Linked DNA regions of Gossypium hirsutum: region 2 is linked to region 1. Evidence: chromatin contacts called from public Hi-C data. All regions are on one chromosome and are shown on one strand. Each heading gives the region's core, a stretch centred on a gene start, on an enhancer-like site or on the middle of the called end of the contact. The rest is flanking DNA. Distances are from core to core; before and after follow the strand shown. Region 1 holds the start of LOC107930114 (ATP-dependent Clp protease proteolytic subunit 4, chloroplastic). Region 2 holds the start of LOC107930105 (LRR receptor-like serine/threonine-protein kinase FEI 1).

What was found. A called contact is a pair of places that touch in the nucleus more often than the background predicts.
Region 2: a contact with region 1 is called in a Hi-C map of leaf, with 4 times the contacts expected there. The contact joins the promoter of LOC107930105 here to the promoter of LOC107930114 in region 1. A contact is called at or near these places in 6 of 34 Hi-C or Micro-C datasets (callus and leaf).

What each region holds. Positions count from the first base shown.
Region 1 is chrA08:108,764,674-108,769,515 of Gossypium_hirsutum_v2.1, forward strand. It overlaps LOC107930114 (ATP-dependent Clp protease proteolytic subunit 4, chloroplastic), which reads right to left and starts at 1,867. Exons shown (of 2, transcript XM_016861685.2): 1 at 1,271-1,867. The coding sequence starts at 1,653.
Region 2 is chrA08:108,925,196-108,929,955 of Gossypium_hirsutum_v2.1, forward strand. It overlaps LOC107930105 (LRR receptor-like serine/threonine-protein kinase FEI 1), which reads left to right and starts at 1,732. Exons shown (of 14, transcript XM_016861673.2): 1 at 1,732-2,084; 2 at 3,042-3,271; 3 at 3,644-3,779; 4 at 3,880-3,951; 5 at 4,055-4,126. The coding sequence starts at 3,175.

The DNA of each region.
Region 1 (4,842 bases), core at 617-3,116:
TGCGCACACGTGCAAAGTGATTATGTCAGTACATTAGACAAATTATGAGGAACCGTTCACCAAAATCTTCCATTCCTTCCCCATCAAGTGAAACGTTTCCCTTGCAAAAGAGGGTACCCTTTGCCTCAAGCCTCAATGGAAATATAACATGTAAGATTGCATACATGTTTTCAAACGTAAATTGATGACCTAAACTGCATATAATGTCAACTGCTCTAAGCTCCTAAAGATTGAAGAATATGCACACTTCCACTTGGCCCTGCAACAACCTAAGTTATACCCAAAGATTGCATAAACAGAAGGATCTGAGCTGACTCCTAATCCAGAAAACATTTATTGGGCATAATTTTCCCATTTTAAGGAATTGAAAAAAAATAAAGCACACTAAGAAACTTGACCTTGGTCATTAGAAGAAAAAAAGAATAGATAATCACACACAATTGAACAATAAGATTGTGAACTACCACACATGCTAATTTAATGATGAAGCAAGACTCTTCATGCTTGGACGAAGCAATAAAGTTTCCATCCTCGAGCTGATGCTACAAACCAAGAGTTGTAGCTTGCTGGAAATTTATACCATAGGCTCAGCCATGACCCGATGTCCATTTTAGGCTACTTGAGTTATTTTTAGTGGTTAGACTTGCTAGCTTATCAAGCACTAAGGTTCGGAAGTATTCTATAAGTGCTTTAGAGATGCTACTCTATTAAATGGGGTTTACAAACAAGATAGATCATTAAATCATTGCTATCAGGCTTCTTCAACAAGAAATATCAGGAAACAATGATAATCCATATCCAAGGAGAATCCCACTCCCATCAAATAAAAATTGCCATTTCATTTCCAAGAACCTAAACAATGATGTGTCCTAGTTGAAGAACAAACAGAGAATTCATTATTCAGTTTGTTAGGGGAATATTAAAGCGATCAAGATTTGAGAAATGGTACCTTCAGCCAGAGTTTTTCCAATAAAGTAACTCACCCAAGTCATGACTTGTCAGTTCAAGATTCATAGAAAAATAAGTTCTATTAGTGAATTCTCCTCTCTCTTTTTTTCTTAATTATGAAAATGCCCATTGATAAAATCATCGGATATGTATTTCCAAGATTCACACGCAGACTAAAATGTTCTTTCTTTCCCAGAGAGAAAACAATTTCACGGAACAGAGCAGAAGTTGTAGCAACAATGTGTTCTCTGCATTATTATCTTTGCCTAGGGTTACAGAGCAGCAGAACAAATATAAAATCCTGGAAAAAAAAAGGGGATACCTCAAAGAACCACCAGGGGAATTAATGAAGAGTCTGATATCTTTAGTAGGGTCCTGAGCGTCCAAAAGCAGCAACTGACTTATAATGGCATCGGCCGCAAAGTCATCAATGTTGTTACCTAGAAAAACGATTCGCTCCCTGAGCAACAACCCCATAGCGTCGGCCTCGGCCCCTCGCATGGCGGTGGCGGGGCTCTGAGGGGATGAAAATTTGAGGGAATTCGCAGTAGGTTTCAGTTTGAGAGATGAGGAGAGGGGTTTGGATGTGGGTGCGGAGCACGCAAAGGAAGGGTTTGGGAAAGTAAGAGAGAGTTTATGTTTAGGTTTGAGATGAAGAGAGGGGAAGGAAGGGGTTAGAGAAGATGAGAGGGATAGTAAACCCATGGCGCTTTGTGATGTTGGTGGTGCGTCGAGAAAACTCAGTCACAGATAAGCAACTACTCCGACCGAAGCCGCCGCCCCCTTTGCCCTTCGTTCTTGATATGATATCAGGCAAATACCGTTCCAATATTGTTATCCTCTTTTTTTCACTGAAGGTTTAAATATGTGAGAGGTCTTTATACTTTTGAAAAATGTGGACATTAGTCCGTATAGTATTGAGTCTCAAATGATTTAATATTTTTTAATATTATCTGAATTTACCTAGTTACTTTAGCTGGCCTAACTAGTATAAAATAAAGTATAAATATTAAAATTGATATATAATTTTGGTTTAATTTATAATTTTATACATGAATTTTTTATTTGATTCAATTCTCATAAATTATTAACACAATTACTGATATAGCTTTATTTTATGTTTATATATATATTTCATACACAAATACTTATATTTATCCAATATAAAAATATATTGATGTATTTATTTAAATATGTATGATTGAATCAAAATCAAAGTTTCATATATACATTTGAACCACAATTAAAGTTCCACGTATATAATTGTATCAAATCAAAGTTCATATATCAAATTGCACATTAGATCAAAATTCATGTGTAACACCCCTAACTAGTTCTGATATTTGGGACCTGATATAGGACTATTACATTTGGTGCTAAAGAGATCTTGACTAAACAGTAAGTAATTTCAAACATTAACTATAGCATTTAAACTTATTTAAGTCATTAATTATTATCTTAAATGTTTGAGGTCATCATCGGTCAATCGTTGACGTTTAAAAGTGATTTAAAAATGATTTTTTTAAGAAAAATAGAGGGCAAGTATCAGTACCAAAACATAGGGTATCGATACCTTAACAAGGTATCTGTACCCTTGACCAGTGTTGATACCAAAACGGCATTTTGGAACTCAAAATTTCAAAAATTTCATGTGGGTATCGATACCTATGTCCGAGGTATCGATACCAAATTGACATTCTATTTTTGAAAAACTCAATTCCAAACACTAGGTACCGATTCCTGACCCTTGGTATCGATACTTTAAGTCAAATTTGCTCAAAAATATTTGGAAAATTTGCTAAAAAACCCTTTGCAAAGAGTTTGAACCAATCCAACACTTAAAAACCAATTCAAAGCAATTCTAAATCAACCATTCTTAACCAATAATCATACCACATATGCATACACACATTTAAACTCTTATTAATTCATTTCCAATAATGCTAAAGTACTTAATTAATTTACCCACAATAAGTAAAACTTTTAAAGTTTACAAAATAACCTCTTTTTACCAAGTTAAATACCACACCACCTAATTCAAAGCAATTCTAAATCAACCATTCTTAACCAATAATCATACCACATATGCATACACACATTTAAACTCTTATTAATTCATTTCCAATAATGCTAAAGTACTTAATTAATTTACCCACAATAAGTAAAACTTTTAAAGTTTACAAAATAACCTCTTTTTACCAAGTTAAATACCACACCACCTATGTACATGTCATTCTAAATAAAAAAATCTATACATACACTTTTCGAGCTTGGCAATGTGATGAGATGAGCAGCTGACAACCTTGACTCTAGCTCGTTAAATTTAACTATACCTATGCATTGAAATAAACACGTTAAGCCAGTGACAACTTAGTAAACACTACAAGAATAAATGAATATAACATATATTTAAAATGTTACTAATATATATTATACTTCCACATATGAATATCTTTATGACTAGACATTTATTTCAACAAATTTACTTACCTTGAGTAATTTCCATACTTACTTGATACTTTAAATACTCGTATTTCTTGCTTTCACACATTTTCCCACAGTAGACTATTTAGAACAATTTAGGATTTACAAATCAAGTACAGGGGTGCAACTATATGCACAAGTATATGGAGAGCACTAAGGTGCTATACGAAGAGCACAAGCATGCTAAACAGAAAGCACTAGCATACTAAAAAACAAAGAGCGCGGTGAGGATCCTTACTGGCATGCCACTAGTATCCCAGTAGTTCTAATTCTGTCAACTTGGGCATTTAACACAATTTCATACAAATGTTCATATTATAACAAAATTTTGAAAATATTCCATATTTTTCCATATTTCACAATTTAACTCCTAATTAATAAATTGCATGCATAATATTATTTTCCATGCACATTTCTTTTTCTCAACATAAATATTAACATTCAACCAAATGCACCATTTTATATTTTACACTTATAATTCCCTTAATAAATTTCATAGTATTACGATTTAGTCCTTTTATTTGCATAATTTCCTACCTAGCTATCCTAGTAAACTAAAATATTATTGCATGAACATTTAGAAAAAAATAATGGTAATTCTTATAGTACTTACAATAAAATGGTTGAGATGATGTATTTTCTTCTTCCTTCACTCATTGGCCTTCTATTTTCCTTTTCCTTTAATTGGGTAATTTCTTTCTTTTCTTTTTCTTCAATTTCATATCAAACATATAATATTTAACAAACATGTATGACATGATGATTTTACCATCACTTACCTTAAATTTTGATTTTACAATCTAACCCTTATTTTCTCTCTCCTTCTACACCTCTATGGAAGCTCTTCGCATGAAACTAAGGTGTTTGCTAGTCTTCTCTAGTGTTTTTAATAAGGAAACATTAAAGAAATGGAAGATTTGAAGCTTGGATTTGATCAAAAATGGTGGAAGGACCTAAATGGAATAAAAGCAAAAGATAAATGGATGGAGAAAAGGGGGAAATAGTGGTTTCCAAGAAAATGTGGAGAGTTCTCATCTTTTCTTCACTTTTCTACACAATTCCAACAAAAATCTCATGATTTTTACCTAAAAATGGTCAAATTGCTAACTAGTCCCCTTGTCTTACATCTTTACACTTTCACTTCTAATTATTATGTCTAATATTATCTACTTAGCTAATTACCATTTTATCTTTCATCATCTTGAATAATCCCATAGATGACTCATAAATATCTTTTGGTAAAATTTCACCTTAATCATTCCTTCATTTATGCTAAAACTACGAATCTACTAACTTTTCTTTTTACGACTTTAGCCACAACAATTTCTATTCTACTACAATTTAACCCATAATCTAAATAAATTTTCTAATCTAGAAAGCATTTTCTGAATCACTATCGGTTCTAACTAT
Region 2 (4,760 bases), core at 482-2,981, 160 kb after region 1:
TCTTATTTATTAAGTAAACATATATATATTTTAATCATAAAAATCTTTGATATTTTTACATGTTTGCCGCCTCAACTATAAAGAATGGCATAATTGCCTTCTTAGTCCCTTTAGTTTTTCTTTAATCTATAAATAAACTTTCTCCTCTATTGTAATTTAATCTTTTTACCTAATTATTTTTAATTCAAGCAAAATTCACTTAACCAAAACCTAATTAACTACACAACTAACTTCTTAAATATTTATTGAAAATATTTATGAATCCGATTTACTGGAACGGAGTCCCGGGAATGCATTTTTTTTTCAATTTGGTGGTTTTTAATTAATTAACAATCGAAACGTTAAAATTTCTTAATGAAACTTTAATACCACCCTAAAGACACTCCATAAATATTTATAAAAATATTTACGACTCGATTTATAGAATTGAGGTCCCAACACCTCATTTTCTAAAACCATTTAGCCGAATAAATCTTTATAAAATACAAATTACTAATTCAAAAATCTTTCTAAAATCATATTTAACCCATAAATATTAAATAATAATATTTACGAACTTGCTTGCTTGATTTGGTGGCCTTGAAACCACTATTTCTGACACAACTGAAATCGGGCTGTTACAAGATCATGACTGCCGATTGTGACCTCCACCTAGACTTCCACCACTGGTTTTATCAAGCATTATTACCCCGAAATCAGGTTTCCTCACAATGGGTTCCTCAAGTGATGATCCTATCTCGCCATGATATATTAAATATATGTGTGTTGAGGCGTGTTATCACGTCCTCGATCCCTCAAAACTACCTAAGAACTTCTGTCGTTTTAGTCGAAAACTCTAAACACATTCAAAGTACCTTAAACCCTAAAAAACTAAAAACCCTAAAGATCCTAACCTTAAAAAAAATCCTAACCTTAGAGAGAGAAAGTGAAAGTCCGTCTAGCTGGACACGCTTTCTTGCCATCTATGCAGAAAGCACACTCTGCTGGACGCGCTTTCACTTTCTCTCTCCTAAAATGACCAATTTCCCTAATTAAAGTTTACAACAACCTAAAAGACTAACTGAAAAAATAGCATATTTTACTAATTTATCCTATTTAAATCATGGACATATCAATTTTCGCTGCAGCACATGTTTTATTATTTTATCTTTATTTGTTTCATATTTCGTATAATTTATTACAAGAATTCAATTTTAATTTTAATATAAATGTCAAAAACTTTAATTGTTTTTCCGGTATATTCTAGTGATACATAATTTTAAATTTAAATATTTAGTTTATTAAAATGAATTAATCTTTAATTCACTAAAAAAATAATTAATCAATTCAATATTTTATTCATTAAAAAATTCACTTAAAAAAGAGTAGAATAAGTTAAAAGTGTGACGAGAAAAAAAAATTTAGTTATTAAAATTATCTCAGCATATTTTTTTAACCTTTAATTTCAACGTACTCGAATCAATATTTTTTTATATTAATAATATTAATATTAATTTAGTTAAAATTCAATTCATTTCCTGCATATTTTTTAATTTTTTAAGAAGGGTTGAAAACGCGTATAGTTTTATATAAATCCACAAATAATTAAAATATTTACATTGTTTGATACAAAATGGATTTTTTTTAATTTAATTTAAAACAATTAACACAAAATTGAAATATCTTAATAAGATCCGGGCGTGGACAAAGTTTACTGTAACTCGCTTAGAGTCCAGGAGTTAAGAGTGTTAGACTTTAGACTTTACTCTTTTTCTAGAAAGCAAGAAACGTCGGTTGGCACGTACGGAAGTCGCAGTCGCACGTGAGAAAGCAGCACCATCTCAACTCGGCCCCCCTTTAATTCCAAACATCTAATCTATAGCTCTCTGCCTCACTCTCTTCAACGACTAAAGTCTCTCTCTTCACAATCACATCTTCATTTTCAGAATTTAACCAAAATAATATTAGAAAAAAAAAGAATTAAAAGAAATCCAAGAAGAAAAAAGAAGTAGCATCGAATCTTTTTTTATTCGTTATTTTTATTTGATTTTTTTTGCTTGTTTTCTCTTCGCAGCTCACTGCCTGCAGATCGGTTCAATCTCAAGGTTTCTTTAATTTCTCTTTATTTTTAATTTTTTGTGTTTTCATTCCATTTTCTTCTCCAAAGTTTGGTTCTGTTTGTGTTTTAAGTTCCAGATTGGTTAGCAATTGTTTTCCTGCTCGATTCTTTACTTCGTTTTTAGGTCAATTTCCCTTTTTAGCAGTCTCGGAATATAAATAGCTCATGCTGAGAGGCGAATTCTAAGAATGCTATTTTCGTTTTAAGCTCTTGATTCCGTCCGATTTATGTCGCAAAGTTTGTGTCACTTTATCAAAGTGATTGTTTTAGCTCAACTTTCAGAGGTAGTAGTTTATTTTCAAGTTAAGAGTTTAGGGTTGGAGAAGTTGATCTTAGAGTAATTGCTTGTGTTATTATATTTGCGTTTAGTACGTGCAACTTTAAATTTGACAGAAATGCTTCAAAATGATTGAAGATTTGGGAAATGACTTGCTTGTAGTAGAAGCTGCTAATCTCATTTAGATAAAGAATGCTAATGCAGCAAAAACCTTTAATGATGTAAATGTTGTTTCTCATAAGCGTTCATGTTCCTTAAAATTGGCTTTAAAGTCCGATTCTGGCTGAGAAGGCTTTATTGTACTGATTAGTTCATTCTTTGAAATTCATGTCGCACAATGTATGGTACAAGAGTAAGCAGTGCTCATAGTCCATCATAGATATCAAAACTGCAATGGTTATCAAGTTGGATTTTTTTTCATGATTAGAATTATTTGATATGTATTCATGTATAAGACTTCAATGCTCTATTTGTCCTTTGGTTCTAGAGAGAGAGAGAGAGGGAGGGAGGTGGTTCTTTCTTGGTTTTCAATTATGCATTTTTTCTGCACAAATTGGAAGGAACTTTGTAACAATTTCAATTGGAATTCTGCTTTCTGCACAATGTTTCTGTTTCAAGTATCTAACTGTTTCTAATTCTTATTTTTGCTTCTCTATGTCCTGCCAGACTTTGTTTGTATTTTTGTAGCTGCCAAGTGGCGTTGTAGTCCCGATAACCATATGATACAACAAGGGTGCATTCCTGAGTTTGGCGTATCAGATGATTTGTAGTATCTATATTATGCTTTGTCAGTGCCATTATGGGCATTCGTCTGATGAAATATCAATGGCCATGGCTGCTTCTCATTCTATTCTCTTTTATCCTAGCAAACAGAATCAGAGCTATCAGTCCTGATGGTATGTCATTTATATGTAGTATGAGATCATTCAAGCTGATATTTAGAAATTTTTTTCTCCTCTTATTCTCTCACCATCTGGAAAAGGATCTTAAATGCTCTCCTTATGTTAATGCTCTTTTGGTTGGAAATTACTGGTTAATTTGTCTCACTTAGGAAATTTGCACATTGAAAATCTTGACCATTTAAAACTTTGGTGAGCATGTTTACATTTTGCTTTCCTTTTCCTTTTTGACAGTCTTTTAGATTTAATTTGGATAAAATAGATTTTGGCTGGTTATAGAATCTCTAGTCAGCCAGTGATTACAATGCATTTCATGCTGGAAATAAGAATATTTGGTAACAGATTGTGAAAATGCTTTTCATGATGCAGGAGAGGCACTTCTGAGCTTTCGGATAGCAATTATTAGTTCAGATGGTGTGCTTTCTCAGTGGAGACCAGAGGATCCTGATCCATGCAAATGGAAAGGGGTGAAGTGTGATAGTAAAACCAAGAGAGTGACAACTTTGTGAGTATTGAAGATCATGTACAAATATAACATCCCTTAAACTACTTTGTTTACATGAAGATGCAATTTAACATCTTTTTTCTCTACGTTTTCTCTTCAGGAGCCTTACCAATCATAAACTGAGTGGTCCTATATCGCCTGACCTTGGGAAGTTGGAGCACTTGAGGCTTTTGTATGTATTAGTGGGACTTATCTTTCTTCATACTTGATGGATGATCTGTATTCAAATATATTTTATTGCAGCTGATATTTTCTCTGATTTTTACATGTATCAGAATGCTTCATAATAACAACTTTTATGGGGCAATTCCATCAGAGCTGGGTAATTGCACAGAGTTGCAGGGAATGTAAGTATTGTTGTACTTGAAAAGTGTTGTTGGCTACAGGTTATGATATTAAAAAAATTAAAATATTTTATTCTCTTTGAGATTTATCATTTGCCTTTGGTTCCGATGCAAAATGGTAGTTCGACCTCAAAAGTACTTGTTATTTTGTTGGATTATGAATTATAGATGGGGATAGCAAATTGTTCTATTTGTGCCACAATTCAAACAATTGGTTTTGTTTTGGTCCTTCTGTTCTTATTTGTGTATGATATATGTGTGTGCCTACACACTTTAATGTATGTAAATTGATAAAGACTGTAGAGAAATTGGCATGTTTAATTTCATAATTATCAATCCATAAGGTATCCTTCTTGACAGTTGAGCAAGGCCAAGGGGGAAGTGAACCTTGGACCTCCACCCTCAATTTGGATGGGTACAAACTGAACCAGTAGGCCAACCTCCAGGCGAAGTAATCTTTAGTGATGCTGAGCTTGGCTACGCTAGTAATCTTTTTTTTTTTTTTCCCCTTTTTGACCTTTCCCTGATAATTTATCCTTCTTGGATAATTAAATCTAGTAATTCAGTGTATAAAGAGCTAAAGCAAAACTCAACATTTCCCTTGCTTTTGATTGCTTAATGCTGTTAAATTTATGGC